Regions from separate parts of the Zea mays genome. Here region 1 is linked to region 2. The links are chromatin contacts, called in public Hi-C maps. All regions are on one chromosome and are shown on one strand. The core of a region is the stretch at or near the end of the contact, and the rest is flanking DNA. Distances in the headings are between cores, read along the strand shown. Region 1 holds the start of LOC100275628 (Arginine decarboxylase). Region 2 overlaps LOC100272250 (putative protein kinase superfamily protein).

Region 1 (3,810 bases), core at 1,107-3,606, 100 kb before region 2:
TTTGTCATCCTCATTGCTAGCGATCACTGTGTTGACATTGCCCTTTTTTGCCACGGCGATCCGCTCGATCAGGACAATCCTTGGCAAAATGACCCGCCTCGCCACATGCGAAACATGTCAGTTCAGCCTTGTTCTTCTTCTTCTTGAAGTTGGTAGTTTTGTTGGGCTTGTTAGATTTTGGCTTTCCTTTGCCCTTGTTGTGGTTCCTTTGAACCATGTTAGCGCTAGAGTGGCCCTCGCCTCCTTTAGATCTCATGTCCTTAGCCCGAGCTTTCTCCTCAACATCCAGAGACGCTATCAGATTTTCAACTGATATCTCCTGTCTCTTATGTTTCGGAGATGTGGCGAAGTTCCTCCATGAAGAAGGCAACTTTGCAATAATGCATCCAGCCACAAATCGGTCAGGAAGGACTATCTTAAGGTGGTCGAGCTCCTTGGCTATACACTGTATTTCATGAGCTTGCTATACAATAGAGCGATTATCAGCCATCTTATAATCATGAAAGCTCTTCATGATATACAGGTCACTGCCAGCATCTGATGCACCATACTTAGTAGTAAGTGCATCCCACAACTCTTTCCCGTCTGTGTGCTGAATATTCGCATCAAGCAGACGATCAAGAAGGGCGCTAAGAACGGCTCCCGTAAAGATAGTATTGGCATGGTCGTACTCTTTCTCCTGTTCAGGAGTCTGTGGACCCTCAGGTTTGCCTTTACTAACATGGAAGACATTCATAGCAGTAAGCCAGAGCGTAGCCTTGACTTGCCATCTCTTAAAGTGCATACCATTGAACTTTTCTGGCTTCAGCGTGTCGGCAAAAGCATTCATAGAAAAACTAGAAAATTGTCTACAATAAGGTTTTTGGATTGTTGAGTAATTAGACAAATTCCAGATTAAATTCTGAATATAAATCATAAACAAATGAGAAGAACTGAAGTAAAAAGTCAAATCAGATGGTGCGTACTGATCAGACATACTGGTTGATGGCGTGGGCCGGAATCAGCAGGGTCAAGCAGTCGCGTGGGGACGCTTCCCAAAAACCTTATTCGCCCTCTCCCAGTGCAGGATCTAGAAGACAAAGGGTTCTGGAGACCTACTCTCCTGATCGCAGATGCACGTCTGCGGTCGGGATGAAGAGAACTGGAAGGCGGCTCAGCTGTGAAGAGAGGCGAAAGCGAAAACTGGGATGAATTGGATGCTGGCTGCCAGGCGCCTTTTATAGGGCCGAGTCCGCGACCAGATAGCTCTCTTCAATCTTATCCGCCCGCGAAAATCTCGCGTTCAGTTAGGATTCTAAACTTAACAGCCAAGCAACCAAAAATTCAAACGGCAAAAGGAGGTCGCGCCCCCACAAAGCGAGGGGCCGGATTTTGGCAAACCATTCACGCGCATGTCGTGCGCCCGCGCCCTTCGCCCCGCCTAGGCGAGCACGCGCGTGTAGCTCTCCACACTCTCTCCTCTCATCCATGACTTGGTGAGTGAGTGTGGCTTCCATATTTAAACTAGCTCTACTCCACTAGAGCTAGCAATATGGTGCTATTGGTTCCACCATTCCCTAGCCATACACTTAAATGGGCTTTTGAGATTTTCCTGAGATTTATTTGAATTTCTCAATTGGGTCTAGCTCATAAATCCTAACACAATGTACCAATGATCATCATTAAGTAGGACATACCCATCCTCTTTACAAGGATGGTTTGTGCAATTGTTTGAACAAGGTTAGTGCACGCATTTGAGTCATACGCCAAATAAAAAAATAGAGGAACCGCATTGCCAAACGATTTGCAAACAAAAAAACAGTGACTCTTGTGGAGAAGCTGCTCCTATAGAGGAGTCAGAACTAAAGCCATTTTTAAATGAGTCAGAGCAGTATCAATGAGGCTAAACATACCAAATTAAGCTGCCAGCCAGTAATCTGTTCTTGGCAAACTAGTCGAGATGAAATAACAAAGACCGTCAGACAACGTGTAGTAGCAACTAATCCATGGAGTTAATGTACGGAACTGAGCTAAAAACGTGCTGTAGATTATAGATTAAACATATAATATGAGGATCTATAGAATTATTTTTTATTTTTCAGTTTCTATTAATTTAAGACAAATTATATTTATTTTGTTTAAAAATATAAAATATTGATTTTTAAACCAAATAGCTTAATCCATCATACATATATATTCTAATTCATTTAAAATAAAAGAATCCAAACGGCCGTTCCGTTCACTGAATTCTCCACTTCCAACGGAAACATGGGCTCTAGAATTCCATAAAGTTGGGCCGGGCCAAGTTTGCATCGATCAGGGAACGTTATCCCCAGCTGCCCAGCACCACAATCGGGTCCCCTTCCCCTCCGTCCAGCTCGCCGTCTGAGGGAAGCAGGGCGCAGCAGTCACCAGTGACCAGTCATGGCTCGCTGCGTTGCCGGCAGCTGCCCTCCCGTCACCTTCGCGTGTTGCCCCCGCCGGACTGGGTAAATGTCCTCCTGCTCAGAACCGGCTCTGCACCTGGCTGCCATTGCCTTCGTCCTCATGAATGATTTTAGTAGTTTATTCTGGAACCCGCCAGTTCTTGTTCGTTCCCAGTACTCTAGATTTTCAGTGGGGTTTCGTGGTGATGCGCGGTGGTGTTTCCGTTCCGCGTGTCCAACTCTAGAATCGGTGGTTTCGGGGAGCGTCCTTGAAGTTGAAGGATTGCCGACGGAACTCCCACAACTTGTTTGTGGAATTGCTCTGAAGCTGTCCTTAGATTGTGAACCACCAAAGCACCTCGAGTTCGTGGGTTTACTGTTCCTATTATGGATTTTTGATTGTGTCAATCGGAGAGCTAATAACGAATTTGGCCATTTAACTTTTAAGTGTGGCCCCAAACTATACGGGTACCTTCACATTCTCTCCTGAAGCTATGACTGCCGTTCCAATCTCATTGAGTGTATGCTGTGTCTGTGTTCAGTTTTAGTGCGTGAATGGTGACACTTTACAGTAGATTTATTTCATTAGTATCTTATTCCCCCTTTGAACACAAATTTTATTTAACATATGCTCTTTAGTTTGTCTGCAAGAATGATTACGTCTCGTTCACTTGTAAATATAAGCAGAGCTCCTGCCATTCGCGTTTTAAAAAAAGTTTCTCTGCAAGAATATCCCATGACTAGAATATGAATATCTTCTTAGTATCATTAACTCTGGAAAATGAACATAAACTTATTTTTATGTTCATTTGAACTATTTATTGTGTTCTATGTGACTATAAAATTTCCTGCCTCCTAGGAGTCTTCCAGACGAAGTGCTGTTGTTCAGTGTGGCACTGCATCGAGCACACCAGCAATATCTGGAACTGGACCTTCATCATCTGGATCCTCGGGGCTTGTTCAAGATTGTACTGCCCCTCTGGTCTGTGCACTGCAATTAACTGCCAGACAAGATGTTTCCTGCTTTCACTTCCCAGGACACAACAGAGGAAAAGCTGCTCCATCTTCCTTGTCGAAACTCATTGGCTCAGGGGCATTTCTGCATGACTTGCCCGAGCTACCCGAGCTCGATGATCTCTTCTCCCCAAAAGGTGTGATTCTAGATGCCCAGAGGCGAGCAGCTCAACTGTTTGGGTCATCTAAAACTTGGTTCCTTGTCAACGGAACGACCTGTGGAATCCAGGCCTCAGTGATGGCTACCTGTTCTCCTGGCGACTACCTCATTGTGCCACGGAACTGCCACCTTTCAGTGATCTCTGCGCTGGTCTTGTCTGGTGTGGTGCCTAAATACATAATACCAGAATATAATTCTGGGTGGGACATTGCTGGTGGTATCACCCCGCTG
Region 2 (4,098 bases), core at 466-2,965:
TTCTACTTTCATTATTACCTATTGAGATGATGAAAATATGTCCTTCATAACCTTCGTCTGAAGATTATTATATCCCGAGGGAGATAATGCTTCGAAGAACGAAGGTTTTTAACTATTAACATTTGTGTTGTCTTGTTCTTAACCCATAGCATTGAGAACAAGTCTCAACAATAGGTATTTTAAAATCCTTCTGTTTCAAATTATAACCCATTTGACATTTTCAACCTTAAATTTGATCACTCATCTTATTAAAAAATATAAAATGAAAAAAAGTTAAGTTATATGTAAAGTATATTTGATAATAAATGCAAAATAGATTTTTTGTTATTTCATAAATTTTTGAATAAGACAAACTGTTAAAGTTAAGATTTAAAAAGTCAAATAAATTATAAATTAGGATAGAGGAATTATCTTTCTTGCGCCGCTGCTACTGACCGTAGAGTTCGGGTCATAGATTTAGAAAGCTGTGATGACAACGCCGACGGTACTCAGTAGCATCTTCGCCTAGCTGTGCCACCCAAGTGCCAGCCAGCGAGCGAGGCTGTCCTCGCCTTCTCCGATCGTTCTTGCTCTTGCTCGGAGCCTCTTGGCTCTGGAAACCGGCCCGCCGAGCAAGCTCAACAGTGCAACGGAGACAGACCAGACCACACCACACCACACCAACGACGGTTGCGTGCCCGTCGGCCTCCGCACATAGAGGAATGGGGGCCGCCGCCGCCGCACAGGCATGTTTATTGAGCGTGATGGACCTAGCAGTCAGCGAGCTCGTGCTACTGCGACATCCTCTGGTGTTTGGTTCGCCGTGGCTAATGTTTAATCCATATATTTTATTTTATTTTAGTATCTAAATTGCTAAATATGTTAGTTTCTGTATTTTACAATTTAGATATTAAAATATAATAAAATGAATGAACTTAGATTAGTCTCTAAAAACCAAACATCCCTTAGGCTACGAGTACATTTTCTAAAACTTTTCTGAGAATCTCGATTCATAGATAGTCTAGCTGTCATGAAAAATCTAAATATCTTGAAATTTACAGGCGGGACAGATAAAGGAGTCTATAGGGTTTAGGATTTAGGAAGTGATGAATTCCTCTCATCACGACGACTCGATAGATTCTACATTTACATTGATTTGTTGTGTTTAATAAACCGAGAAGCGGAATGTTTGACTGACAGAATCGAGAGTCCAACGATCAAAACATGATTTTAAGCTAAAACAAACACCCTTGTGTCTAGAGATGATCAAACGGGCTGCTCAGTCCGGCCCAGTGAACCCTGGCCCGTTTAGGGCCTGGCCCGCTAGACACGGTTAGGAAATTAGGCCGGACCGTCTAAGCTCGTGGGCTCGTTTCCCTGTCCAAGTCCAGCCGATTGCGGGTCTAAACGGGCCGGGCCAGCCTGTTAAGCACGAAAAAACCGGGCCATAATAGGCTAAACGGTCCGGTAAGTACAGTTTAGTTCAAAAATCAGATTTAATAGGTTTAGAGGTAAACGGATCGTGTCAGGCTAGCCTACCGTACTTAGTTTCTATTTAAATCCAGTCTGCTTATTCGTGTCGGTCCAGCCTAGTCCCCTATAAAAACGGGCCGTACCTACGTATGAGGCTAAAAAACATGCTTCAGGATGGACTTTTGTATACATCTATACTTGTGTCCAGCGGTTCGCGGATCTGCATGTGCATCGCACGTGCCACGACGTTTGTTTGCACAATGAAAAAAGTGAACGCGTATAGCAGCTCGCGGATGCGCATACGGATCATCTCCCGGCTCCCGCGGAGTAGAGAGAACGCGCAAAAAAATACGTGACCGAGCCGACAGCATCCACGTCGTCGCGCAAAATGCAAATGCAATTTTTTTTTGCATGCTGTTGCACTATAGGCCTATTTATTCAGTTTTTTTTTTCTAATGAGCTTTTCTAAGAATCCGAATATAAAGAGAATCTGACTAAATAGATAATTTTTTGTCAAAGGGGTTTGATTTCTAAATGCGCAAAGTGAGCTTTTCTAAATGCGGAGTAGAGAGAATTCGGAATAAATAATATTCTAGATTTTTTGTTGAACAAGATAAGTGGTCAAAATTTTCAAAAAAAAAATCAACGACGTCATATGTACTATGGCCCTGTTTGGTTTTTTTAGTCATTAGACTAAATTTTAATGACTAAAGTTTAGTCCCTAAAGTACCCTGTTTGGTTTCAATGACTAAACCGGACTAAAGAACATTAATTGCTATGAATAATGACTGTTTTACCCCTATTAATTAATGAATGTTTGCTATAAGAAGAAAGTAGAGAGGACAAATAAGGTAAAAATACTACTTTAGCCACTTTTAATTACCCCTTGGTGACTAAAGAACTAAAATTTAGTCACTCCACTTTAGTCACCATGTTTAATTGTTTAGGGACTAATAGTGACTAAATTTTAGTCACCTCAAACCAAACAGGGCCTATGTAGGATTGATTTCTCGTGCTACTATTAGTGCTAGGCGGTACGCGCCCTTTTACTAACTCTCAAAGGGGTTGACTAGTCTCTAAGACGTCGCACTACTTACATTACAAAATTTAAGGGAGTGTTTAGTAGTGAAGTTTTGTTTACAGTTTTAAAAAATATTGTAGTATTTTTGAATACTATAGTATTATATACAAAATGGTATTTGATAAGCTAGCTAAGAGCAACTTGAACAAATGACCAAAACTAATCCCAAAGGTATTTTAAGGGCGAAAACTCATCTCACGACGCCATTCTCCCCTGACGCGCTTTTTTCTTGTTTGTTGCTGGACACTGGATGAAGGCGTTTGCACAAAACCAAGAACAGCAGTGCGTACGTACTGGCCCAGTACAACATCTATTGGCCCATGTCCCTTTTAAATCTTTCTAGGGACAAGTTTTTAGTCTGCTGTGAGATAACATATTTTTAGGATTAGTTTAGCAACTCTATTTTTGTAAATAATTATCATTTTCTCAAAAGAAAATGAAATAATTTTATATGAGAAAATAAAAAACTTTTAGAAAAATAGGGTTGTCAAACTAGCTCTAAATGGATTTTATTTTCCAACTATGCTGATAAAGATTTTAGGAACAAATTTTGTGCTCTTTTGGAGCTGCTCTAAAATCTTTGTTTTTAAAACTGAAGTATTGCAAATACTGTATCTGTTTTAAAGTTTTCTAAAATCAAAGCAGCCGGCGTACAAACAAAATTGTTTGTTTTTGGGAGAGAGATTATCATGCATGCCGTTATTTACATAGGAGTGGTGTGGAATATGAACAGACGATTAAAAAAAAAGAGGTACTCTAGAAAGAAAGAAGCTCAAGAGCTACGAACGAACTGTATATACATTTCCTCTACTGGCAACACTTTATTCAAGATAGTGTGTATACAGCGAGAAGCTGGACGTATCAAGAATCGTATGAATCTGTTAATCCTGTCTCCGTCAGAAGAAATTCACCTGCCGGATAGGTGCTAACGAACGGTTCTCCAACAGGTTCGACTGCAAGAACGGAGAGCCAGAAAATGCGCCTTGGCTGCAGACACACGGACGCGGTGCTTGTTATACTGTATTGCACAATACAGGATTCTTCCTCTATATACTTTGAGGGGGATTCGCAAAGGCAGAAGAAATTCACCTGTCAACCATGTACGCCTGCTGCCAGGATGGTATGGCCGGAACATCACCAACGGGACGATCAGATGGCACCAGAGGCCAAAAACCTGACATGGCGTCAATAATATGTCAATAATTGTTAGCCCCCTTTTCAGGGTTAGCAAATGTGATACCATGCTTGACATTTTGCTGTGGTGGGGAAGAGCGACGAAACAATCCAAAAAAAAAAAGACACAGCAAATTAACGCAAGGGACATACCGGACTTCACAGGGGTATTCTCAAATCCCGGGTACAGGAGAATTTCCTGCACGTCAGGATAGCAAAAATATCATGACGGCACCCATTGCATAAAAATGATATCTTGCACACCCTAATAATTTCTCACCTCTTCTGTACGTCGTGGAACATGCTTACCAAGGTCTGCAATACGAAAAATAGCAATGTGAAACAGCATGCCACGGCCGGCAAGATGAAAAGTGACGAGTATTTCTTGAACC

What was found. A called contact is a pair of places that touch in the nucleus more often than the background predicts.
Region 1: a Hi-C map of leaf shows a contact between it and region 2, with 7 times the contacts expected there. The contact joins the promoter of LOC100275628 here to the enhancer-like site in region 2. A contact is called at or near these places in 2 of 25 Hi-C or Micro-C datasets (ear and leaf).

What each region holds. Positions count from the first base shown.
Region 1 is chr1:304,922,735-304,926,544 of Zm-B73-REFERENCE-NAM-5.0, reverse strand. It overlaps LOC100275628 (Arginine decarboxylase), which reads left to right and starts at 2,356. Exons shown (of 3, transcript NR_158547.1): 1 at 2,356-2,468; 2 at 3,276-3,810.
Region 2 is chr1:304,816,953-304,821,050 of Zm-B73-REFERENCE-NAM-5.0, reverse strand. It overlaps LOC100272250 (putative protein kinase superfamily protein), which reads right to left. Exons shown (of 18, transcript NM_001146745.1): 15 at 3,987-4,021; 16 at 3,860-3,905; 17 at 3,623-3,707; 18 at 3,151-3,520. The coding sequence ends at 3,430. Among protein-coding and RNA genes, the nearest start is that of LOC100272250, 7.2 kb to the right of the region's middle. Within about 2 kb of position 1,715, at least 18 of the 20 cell types and tissues checked have an H3K27ac peak or open chromatin away from gene starts, as enhancers often do. A contact at or near this core is called in ear and leaf, where this site is marked.